Linked DNA regions of Mus musculus: region 2 is linked to region 1. A link is a contact called in public HiChIP or PLAC-seq data. All regions are on one chromosome and are shown on one strand. Each heading gives the region's core, a stretch centred on a gene start, on an enhancer-like site or on the middle of the called end of the contact. The rest is flanking DNA. Distances are from core to core; before and after follow the strand shown. Region 1 holds the start of Kcna5 (potassium voltage-gated channel, shaker-related subfamily, member 5). Region 2 holds the start of Ndufa9 (NADH:ubiquinone oxidoreductase subunit A9).

The links. HiChIP or PLAC-seq counts read pairs in DNA pulled down with a chosen protein or histone mark.
Region 2: a contact with region 1 is called in an H3K4me3 HiChIP or PLAC-seq map of bone marrow-derived macrophages, with 4 times the contacts expected there. The contact joins the promoter of Ndufa9 here to the promoter of Kcna5 in region 1. A contact is called at or near these places in 1 of 39 promoter capture datasets (cranial neural crest) and 1 of 115 datasets of contacts at active chromatin or transcription factors (bone marrow-derived macrophages).

Annotation. Positions count from the first base shown.
Region 1 is chr6:126,533,524-126,538,909 of GRCm38.p6, reverse strand. Kcna5 (potassium voltage-gated channel, shaker-related subfamily, member 5) reads left to right here and starts at 3,355. Exons shown (of 1, transcript NM_145983.2): 1 at 3,355-5,386. The coding sequence starts at 3,747.
Region 2 is chr6:126,846,024-126,851,409 of GRCm38.p6, reverse strand. Ndufa9 (NADH:ubiquinone oxidoreductase subunit A9) reads left to right here and starts at 2,266. Exons shown (of 11, transcript NM_025358.3): 1 at 2,266-2,346. The coding sequence starts at 2,298.

The sequences.
Region 1 (5,386 bases), core at 2,106-4,605:
AGGAGGTTTGCCCTGGTTGTTAATACATTACCTACACCCTGGAGAAATAGCTTGCAGGTAGTAGATAATTAATTAATAAATAGTTACTTACTATTAATTAATATTTATAATATAATAAAAACATAATATTTATAATAATAAATAATTTTAAAAAATAAATAGTTTTCACTTAGCCATCTCATGTAGACTAGGTTAGCCTTGAACTGTCTGTGTAGCTAAGGGTGGCCTTTTAAATTCTTACTCTTCCAACCTCTACCTCTCAAGTACTGGAACTGCAGGTACGTGCTATCATGTCTGACTTAGTAAGTGTTTTTGTAAGAGAAAGCCTTGCTATGTAGCCCAAGTTACCCTTGAACTTTCAATCATGCATCCTTTACCTTCCAAGTGCCAGAATTAATGAATGGTGTGCCCTCCTGTTCTTGGTTCTCAATGAATAATGGATCAACCAAGTTGGCATTTAGTATGCTTTCTCCTCTGAATTTCACTGTCCCTTCTCCTGTAGCTTCAGGTTCCCTTCATTTAAATGTTGTTCTTATAACTTCTCCTCTGTTTGGTTCTGCACTCTTGCCAAGGCTTCCTATGGTCTTAGAGGATCGGTCTTATGAATCCACCCTGCTTTCTTCCCCTCTGTACATTTTATTCTGGGAAAATAATGAGGTGCTGCAAATAATTCCTTGAGAGTCATCCTTTGGACCTAATCTGAATGAGGTTGCTATTCAAGGGGGTGACTTCCAGGCAGGTACATCAGTACCACATCAGCACCACCCAGGAGCTTTGTCTAAAGTTGCAGTCTAAGACCCACAGCACCTCAGAGACTGCTCTGCTGTGAAGGCATCCTTTTTCCTACAGATCCGTAAGTGGAAAGAAAAGCACACTCACTCACTGCAGTCGTGTGACGTGGACTTGGGAGTGGTGTTGATGGACAACAGCTGGGAATCCACATTCTGCCGGACAGTCTTGAGACCACGGTGCTGGGCTGTCACTTGTGAAGGGAGATGCGAGAATCTCTTAGGCAGGAAGAGTCAGGCTGCAATGCCAGTCTTGCTCTTGTCAGGTTGCAGTGCAGAGGCCAGATCTTAAGGATCCTGCTGGGGCTGTCAGCTAACTCCCCTTTCAGTCAGCTAAAAACAAAGGTCTTTCATGATGGGGGGAGGTCTCAGCAGCTTGCCTGTGTGGCTGCCACATGTGACACCTGAAGGCAACTCAGCAGGAAATCTGGGGGAGTGTCTAAGTGTGTAAGAAACAAAATTAGAATGAAGGAGGCCTGACTAATGTGCTTATGTTCTATCTTCTTATTCTGCCAGGAATAGTCTTCTCAAAGGTCCCAGCTCCTGAGAACTCTCCCCCCTAGGGAGCTCAAGGGTGGCCCACCTGAATCAATATCCATCTTCCTTCGTATGCACAAGATGTATCATTCCATGATAAGATATAAGGCAACACATCTCTAACCTCACCCACCATGATCCCAGCATGGAGCCACCTAACTCACTGCAGGTTTTAGGCAGTAGTGGAAAACTTGCCTAGTATGTATCAGGTCCTAGGTTAGATCCTCAACTCCTTAGTAAATGAAGAATTAATAAACCATGGCACTGTGGAGTGGCGAGTGCAATGTCGTAACGCTGGCTGCTGACACCCCCTCATGTCACCTGTCACATCCACACTCAATCCTCATCCTTGCATCTCTGCTAACACCATTTACATGAAGTCACATGCAGCCAAATGTCTGCACACACCCACTTCCCAGCAACCTTCTTGTACAAATCCACTAATGAAGTCACATCCTCTGCATTTCCAGAGGCAACGCAAGTTTGTGTGGCCTTTGCTGTTTCAACAAACTTTGCCTCAAGTTTCCAAAGCACCTGTATTTGTAGACTCATTCACAGACAATAGGTGGTGACATCCCTGGAGTAGAATCTCAAACAATATGCAGGAAAAGAAAATAGACAATATAATCAGACACTCTGAATTACAGCAACTTTCCAGCAATGTAAAAACAAAAAACATCTGGAGGAAGCTGTATCTAGAATTGGCTGACAGACCTTGAAAAATCCTCCCCTTGGCTTTTGGAGACCACAACAGCCTCAGAGACTAAAGACAAGGGCAGAGTGTAGAGAGGGACCCTGGCATCCCAGCCTAGAACCCAATCTTTATCTTACTCATTCTTCTGCCTCCTGCAATGGAAGAAGGGCCTCAGGCCAGATGTGGGGAGGGGAGAAAGAAGCGAGCTCCCTAAACCCAGCAACTTGGGTTTGAATTGCAGCGTTGATACTTTCTAGTTCTGTGGCCTCCATATACAATGTAGTCAAGTTCTGTGGCCTCCATATACAATGTAGTCAATCTATCTGTGCCTGAGTTTCTTTGTATGTTGAAGGTAGTCCTAGTACTTACAAAGTAAGCTGATGCAAAAACACACAAGTCCAGAATGATCTGGACATACTAGCAATAAATAAGTCCCTCTGCCTCCTCTTTACACAGGTTTCTATGCAGTCGCTAGCTTAGAGCTTTCCCGTGCACAATTATTCTCCACCAGGATTTATTCTCTTTTCTCACTGTGCATTTTACAAAAAGAGGATTAGGTGAGGAGGCTGGAGGGATGGCGAAGAATGCAGAGGCAGGAGACCAGACAGCTTCTCTCTCAGTTGAGACTCCTCCTGGCTCCATACTAGCAGATCAAATCACCAATGTCTGGATGATGAAAAGCAGGCTTAAGGGGGTGCTGTGAGGTCTCAGTCTCATACCTTCCAATGGATCTGTAGATAGACTGGAAGAGTTCCAGAGTACACACACACACACACACACACACACACACACACACACACACACACAGCTCGCTGCTCCCCTGCAGTGTCATTTTTCCCAAAGAGAGAGGCTGTTAATCTATAAAGCATTGGTTTTGCAACCTGTGGTTCACAATCCTTTTGGCAAACCTCTATTTCCAATAATATTTACATTACACTTCAGTAACAAATTCCATTTATGTTATGATAACAATAGTAAAATCACAGTTATGAAGTAGCAACAAAAATAAATTTACCGTTGTGGGGTTCACCACAACATGAGGAACAGTGTTAAAGGTTGCAGCAGCATTAGCAAGGTTGAGAAGCACTGCTCTAAAAGAAAAACACCCAGAGCACTCTCTTCTCCACTCACTGGAACTCAGCTACAAGCCTTCCCCTTGCATCTAAAGCAGTTCCCACCCCCTGGAGTCCCCTTTCCGCTTTCTGTGCATTCCCAGGTGATCTGAGATCCTGAAGCTATTCTCATCCTGTTGCCCTGGGAGTTTTCAGCGCTCCTGGTACAACCTGTTCCTCGCTCCTCAGGCTCTTTTCCTCCTCCCCTTCCTGTCCTTGCTGCTGGGGCCCCAGCTGAACCCTCCAGAGAGACACTCTCTGACTCCGTCCCCAGAGGAGAAACAGGAGGGGGAGGAGGAGAGGAGGGAGCCACAGAGGGCGGAGGCCGGGGAGCTCAGCCAGAGAGGGGCTGCTGGAGGTTGCATCTGCTGGAAGGAGGTTTTTCTGCTGCCTGGTAACCAGCTGCCAGAACACTGAGAGGGAGAGAGAGAGGCAGGGAGCAGGGGCAGCAGCTTCTTGACGTCAGGACCAGCCAAGGGGATCCAGCCAGCTACCCCAGCCAGCCTAGAGCCAGCGGGGGCCCTCGGCTGAAGAGGAAACCGCGAGGCGCGGAGCGTGAGTTGGGGTGTGGGAACCGGTTGTCTGGGGGCGCAGCATGCCCCTTGCCCCCGGGCCATGGAGATCTCCCTGGTGCCCATGGAGAACGGCAGTGCCATGACCCTCAGAGGAGGAGGGGAGGCAGGGGCAAGCTGTGTGCAGAGCCCCAGGGGAGAGTGTGGGTGCCCTCCGACGGCTGGACTCAATAATCAGTCCAAAGAAACATCACCGAGGAGGCGCGCCACACACGAGGATGCGGGCCAGGGTGGGAGGCCTTTGCCCCCTATGCCTCAGGAGCTGCCACAGCCTAGAAGGCCATCTGCTGAGGATGAGGAGGGAGAAGGCGACCCTGGCCTGGGCACAGTGGAGGAGGACCAGGCTCCTCAGGACTCAGGATCACTCCATCACCAGCGGGTCCTCATAAACATCTCGGGTTTGCGCTTTGAGACGCAGCTGGGCACCCTGGCGCAGTTTCCCAACACCCTCCTGGGGGACCCAGTCAAACGCCTGCGCTACTTCGATCCCTTGAGAAATGAGTACTTCTTCGACCGCAACCGGCCTAGCTTCGATGGCATTTTGTACTACTACCAGTCTGGGGGCCGCCTGCGCAGGCCGGTCAATGTCTCCCTGGATGTGTTTGCAGATGAGATCCGCTTTTACCAGCTGGGGGACGAGGCCATGGAGCGCTTCCGGGAGGATGAAGGCTTCATCAAGGAAGAGGAGAAGCCCCTGCCCCGCAATGAGTTCCAGCGCCAGGTGTGGCTTATCTTCGAATACCCAGAAAGCTCTGGGTCAGCAAGAGCCATTGCCATCGTGTCGGTCTTGGTCATTCTCATCTCTATCATCACCTTCTGCTTGGAGACTCTGCCTGAGTTCAGGGATGAACGGGAGCTGTTACGCCACCCCCCAGTGCCGCCGCAGCCCCCAGCCCCTGCCCCAGGGGCAAATGGCAGTGGCTCTGGTGTCCTTTCCTCTGGCCCCACAGTGGCTCCGCTCCTGCCTAGGACACTGGCTGACCCATTCTTCATCGTGGAGACCACATGTGTGATCTGGTTCACTTTTGAGCTGCTTGTGCGTTTCTTTGCTTGCCCCAGCAAGGCAGAATTCTCTCGGAATATTATGAACATCATTGATATTGTGGCCATCTTCCCCTACTTTATCACCCTGGGCACCGAGCTGGCAGAGCAACAACCAGGGGGTGGTGGTCAGAATGGGCAGCAGGCCATGTCCCTAGCCATCCTCAGGGTGATCCGCCTGGTCCGGGTGTTCCGAATCTTCAAGCTCTCCCGCCACTCCAAGGGACTGCAGATCCTGGGTAAGACCTTACAGGCGTCCATGCGGGAGCTCGGGCTGCTCATCTTCTTCCTCTTCATCGGAGTCATCCTCTTCTCCAGCGCTGTCTACTTCGCAGAGGCAGACAATCAGGGGTCGCACTTCTCCAGTATCCCGGATGCATTCTGGTGGGCAGTAGTCACTATGACCACTGTAGGCTACGGGGACATGAGGCCCATCACTGTAGGGGGCAAGATTGTGGGCTCACTGTGCGCCATAGCTGGGGTCCTCACCATTGCTCTGCCTGTGCCCGTCATCGTCTCCAATTTTAATTACTTCTATCATCGGGAGACAGACCACGAGGAGCAGGCTGCCCTGAAGGAAGAGCAAGGCATCCAGAGGCGGGAGTCTGGGCTGGACACAGGAGGTCAACGGAAGGTCAGCTG
Region 2 (5,386 bases), core at 1,017-3,516, 310 kb before region 1:
CCACTAAGCATGTGAAAAATTACCAAGTTGAGAATGACTCCGCCAAACTAGGCAGTTTATTGATAAATCTAAGGTATGTTTCATAGGGTTAGTCCCCTCAAAGGGGACAAGAGGTAGTTTATAATGGAGTCAAATATGGATAGCCAAATCAAGGTTACCCCAAATTCCATTGTCCAACAGTGAAAAGTTCTTGTAGTAACAGAACAAAGAGAATTACAAGTAAACACTTTTCAAATCCATGTGTAGAAACATCAGGTGGGCAAGGTGGGATCTTCTAATAAATCAGGAGACACCTGAGATGTATGGACCTTAAAGGCTATCTGATGATAGTCTCAGCTTCTGGGTTAGTAGCAGCTAATGATCCCCTTAAAGACCCCAAAGGGTTTCAGCCCAAAGAGGACAGGGGTACCACAGGAAGACCAACAAAGTCAACTACCCTGAACCCTTGGGGGCTCCCAGAGACTGAACCACCAACCAAAGAGCAAGCATGTGCCAGAATATATGTAGCAGATGTGCAGCTTGGTCTTCATATGGTTTCCCCAACTAGAGACTTGTCCTTGAATCTGCTGCCTGCCTGCCTGCCTGCCTGCCTGCTTGCCTGCCTGCCTGCCTGTGGATCCCATGCCCCTAACTGGGCTGCCTTGGCCTTGTCTGGCCTCGGCGAGGTGAGAAAGGATGTGCCTGCAGTGACTAGATGTGTGGGGGTGGGGGTGATACTCAGAGGGGAACACCCCCTTCTCAAAGGAGAAGGGGAGAATGGGGGTAGGATCTTCGTGAGGGGGAACTGGGAGGAGAAAGGGGAGGGGACTGACATTGGGATGTAAAGTGAATAAATATATTAAAATGTTTTCAGGTGATGGTCACAAAGACGATAGGGCACACACAAAGGTGGATAATAAATGGCTATTTAGAGGGCTAAGGATAGCCCAGGGTAATCTTGGATCTGCAACACTCCTTTCTCTATTATTATTATTACAGTTTTAATCAATTAATCAGCCTTTCTAGAAAGTTCAGAACTTGCAGCTTCTTTCTGGGAACTTCAGTTTGCAAGCCCATGTCTTTTACTCAGGTATAGCTAGAGGATGACTGGAATCAAGTTTTTTAATTTTTTAAAATTTGAGACAAGGTCACCTAGGCTGGCCTGGATCTCCCTATCCTCCTGTCCCTGCCTTCCAAGAGCTGGGATTATAGGCAGGGACCACCAGAGCCTGAAAAAAGATTTTTAAATGCAAGTGGTTCTATTTTCTCAGAACATCCCGAGGCTCCAGGTAAATCTTTGCAGAACAACACAGATTTTCAAAGAGGCCCAGTTTTTAAAAAAGCTGCTCTGGGTAAAGCCAGCAGTTTTTCCATAAGAAAAATATGTTGAATGTCAAGCATAGCATGCGATTTTATATCACATTTCAGGTGATTCACGTTTCAAAACCATTTATAAATCTCTGGATCAGCCCAGGGTGGTGACTCCTACCTGAAGCAGAGAGCTGTACCACAAGTTCGAAGCCAACTAGGACTTCAAAGGGAGACCCTGTCTCAAAAATTCCAAAAATAGAACTTCTCGTTTCATAATTCAGTTAGTGATGAGTGTGCTTCAATAAACAAAATTCACGACCGAACAAACACATAAACCCCAGCCAATCAAATTCACGACACAGAGACTGATCACCGCGTTGGAAAAGGTGATCAGAAGTCCCTGGTGAGGTCATCTATGAGTGGAATTGAATTGGTGCAGACATCTAAGTATGCATTCTATGAAAGGGGACAGTGAACACTAACGCCCTGCAAAAGGATGTTCCTGGCGGCGTTGGCGTGCGAGGGGCTTAGGGTGGGGGCGCCTCTGCATTTCTATTTAACTCCCCCACTTGTACACTGTACGCAGACCCTATTACACCTTTTTCCTCCGTGCAACTCCTTGAGTGCAGGGGCACCCTTCCTTCTTACCCCTGCAGAGCTGTCTGACTCTTTTTGGTAATTAGCCCATAGAAAAAGGGTCTTTGAAAGCTGGCCATTTTGCATGCCCTTGAGTCAGTCCTTGGTTAACTCTGAAATGCAGATTCCCCGGAAATATCAGGTGGTCTTCACAACCCATTCCAAAACCGGGACTGTATTTTCCCCTGCCTTCTCCTCCTCTTTTTCTTTTTCTCTCCTCTGCTTTTACTCCCAGGCTCTCTTATCAACCATCAACCTGCCACTTCCGTTCCCAGTTGGCGTTTGCGCAGAGAGGTCCTTGAGATACCATTTGACCCCGCGTTGTTGCCGTAGTTGGCGGAAGCACCGGCCGTGAGGCATTGTGGGAGAAGATGGCGGCCGCCGTCCGCTTTCGGGTTGTTAGAGCGCTTCCAATGTCACGTAAGTGTCACCGGGGACCGGGTCTTGGGGTTGCATTCGGCGACGGGAACATGACCTTTCTTCCTCATACTCTTGGCTCATGTGTGAAACTGCACTCGGCAAGGGGACGGAGAGCTGGAGGAGCTGGGAGGGACGAGGAGAACCCGGACACTGACAGGTTCGAGATAGTGCGTGGATTGTGGGGAAGGTTGCGGTCCAAGAGAGTACTTATCCAGGGGAAAGGGGGCTTGGACGGCAGGACATCGATTGACTTCATGGTGGTGATCGCACTGGAAATCAGAATCCGCGCCACAGATGTCAGGTTGTGGCGGTAGGGACTGCAGCAGCGAGAGATGGTTGTGGAGAGTCGGGAGCTGGGTGGAAAGAAAAGTGAAGGACCGCTTAGAATTTGTCAGCGTTGTTTATTTACTCTTCTGTCGTGATTGAATGTGTTCACAGCCCTCAAATCGAAACCATGCATTTGCACCTGCAGATCAAGGGAGGCAAAGCATTCAGTCGTTACAGTTCACGGCCCTTCCACTCTCCACGCCACAAACATGCCCGCTTCACTTACAGTTTTCCATAGTGTGTTTTTAAAAAACTCGTTACAGAATGTCAAGTCATTCTCAAAATCGCTTCATGTCAGACCACGTAGAAGAGCTTTTGTTCTTAGGGTAGTGGGAGCAGGAAATTCCAACAGACGCTAAGCTGGGGTCAGATGTCCTTATGCCATTGCTAAAGCCATCACCACTTCTTTGCCATGTCCATTGCTTCTTTCTTCATGTCCCCAACTGAGCCCACACTACTGAAAGTAGACAAAACATGGCCATTCCCAAGAAGTTTTTTATTAGGCCCTCTGCCACACTACAGGGAAAAACAGCACAGAAGAGGGTCTCCCGGGAGACTCGCTAGATAGGCAGAGAAGGGATATTTGGAGCAATCACAGCCTATCCTCTTTAGTACCAGTCACAGTTGGCCCTCTGTGCATGTTCTCTAACCTCAGAAATGAGTACAGGGTCATCTAGAATTGGGTTGTAACAGCATAAAAATCTGGGACAAACTGTTTGAGGTGACCTGGCCGAGGAGGGGCTTTCAGGAGTCAGGGCTGCTTGGTTCATGTAGTTTCCCCAAGGCATCCATGTGATTGATATTCAGGGTTTCTGGTGCTGCCATTAGGGCTGATTGATAGTCTTCTGCTCAGATAATCAGAATAGCAAGAGATAGTCCAACAGCTGCTAATTAGGGAGTCAGCTGTTCCTGTACCCCAGTCTTTTTTATTTACTGTAAATGAACATCAAAGGAGCTTTAGAGTAGGATTTTATAAGACAGAAAGACATGGTAGCTCACACCTGTAACCTCAGTGCTTAAGACACAGAGGCAGGAGGATCATTGTGGGTTCAAAGGCAGTTAGGGCTACATAGGGAGTTCTGGAGTAACCCGATTACATAACGACACTCTCTTAACAGTTTTAGATGAGGCCAGGGCTGCCCCAGGGTGCCCTGCTTCTTAGTGCATCATTTGCATTCTCACCAGCCCCTCCCTAAAGATCCATTTTCGGTGTTTTTTTGTTTGTTGTTTTTTGACATCAAAACTGTACTCCTTCTGTTTATCTTCTTCTTTTCTGTATGGATATTTCTTTAGGGTAAGAGAGTATATATGTGTATGGCACAACCATATCCACTGGAAATGGCAAGACTCATGATGCCAGCATTGTTGTTTGACACAGTTCCAGCAAAGCTGAGCAGATTGCTACAATCACTGTCCTTCAATCTCTAGCTTTTTGGGTTTTGATCTCTGCATAGTGCATCCTTGGGGACTTTCTCCATCATGTTTCATTTTCCTGAGATTCGTTTTATGTCATTTCCTGAGCCTTTTTAGGAAAATCCCAAAAAGACTGGCCACCATTTAGAAGTCTTCTTTATGCCCTGGGGATCATTAAGCACAGATAAGCACATAGCTAGATGAGGCCATTACTCCAGGAACCTGCTTGGGGGGTGTCTGCCCCTGAGATAACTCAAACTGTAATTGATGCAGGGCAAACAGAGACAGTTGATAAACTGACGGGCCAGGTGAATAGTTTACAGACTCAAGCTCTCTTCTTCTTATATTCTTAGAGTTCTCTGAAAATGTAGTTTAAAGATAGGGGCTTGTACAGGGTACAGCCCTGGAGGAGTAAAACTAAGTAAATAAGATAGACTAAAATAAACTTTTCCTACTTTATAGCATAGATGATAAAACATATACTAATAGACGTTAGGTATTAGTATTTTCTATTCACAAAAAGATCGTTTCAGGTATTTTCTGTTTGTCTGGCATATTTTAAAACTACGAACATTGCTAGCCTAAAAGCAGGCTGTCATATAATAAACATGTTTGCTTCTCTCTCTTTCTCTCTCCCTCTCCCTCCCTCTCTCTCCCTCCCTCCCTCCCTCCCTCCCTCCCTTCCTTCCTTCCTTCCTTCCTTCCTTCCTTCCTTCCTTCCTTCCTTCCATATGAGTACACTGTAGCTGCCTTCAGACACACCAGAAGAGGGCATTGGATTCCTTTACAGGTGGTTGTGAGCCACCATGTGGTTACTGGGAATTGAACTCAGGACCTCTGGAAGAGCAGTCACTGCTCTTAACCACTGAGTCATCTAGCCAGCCCTGGTGGGGACATTCTTTAGATTTGTTAAGTCAGAGTTATGGGGCTGATAACAATAAAAGATGTTCTGTTTGTATTTTCTTTTTCTTTTCTTTTTTTAAAATTAGATATTTTGTGCATTTACATTTCAAATGTTATCCCCTTCCCCATTTCCCCTTCGGAACCCTCCTATCCCATCCCAGTATTTTCTAATTGTAACTAAACTGTAACCCTGGACATGTAATGAAAAGTCAAACATATTCTGTACCACTTAGATAATCACTAGTCCGCCTTTGTTCTGTGAGACTTGTATAAATAAAGAAGCACCCGGTTGGTAGTCAGTCAGAGCAGCAGGAACGGCTTGATTGCAAGTCAGTCAGTCAGTCAGTCAGTCAGTCAGCCAGCCAGCTTTGAGCCCGCACCCGAGTGCGTGCGCGCG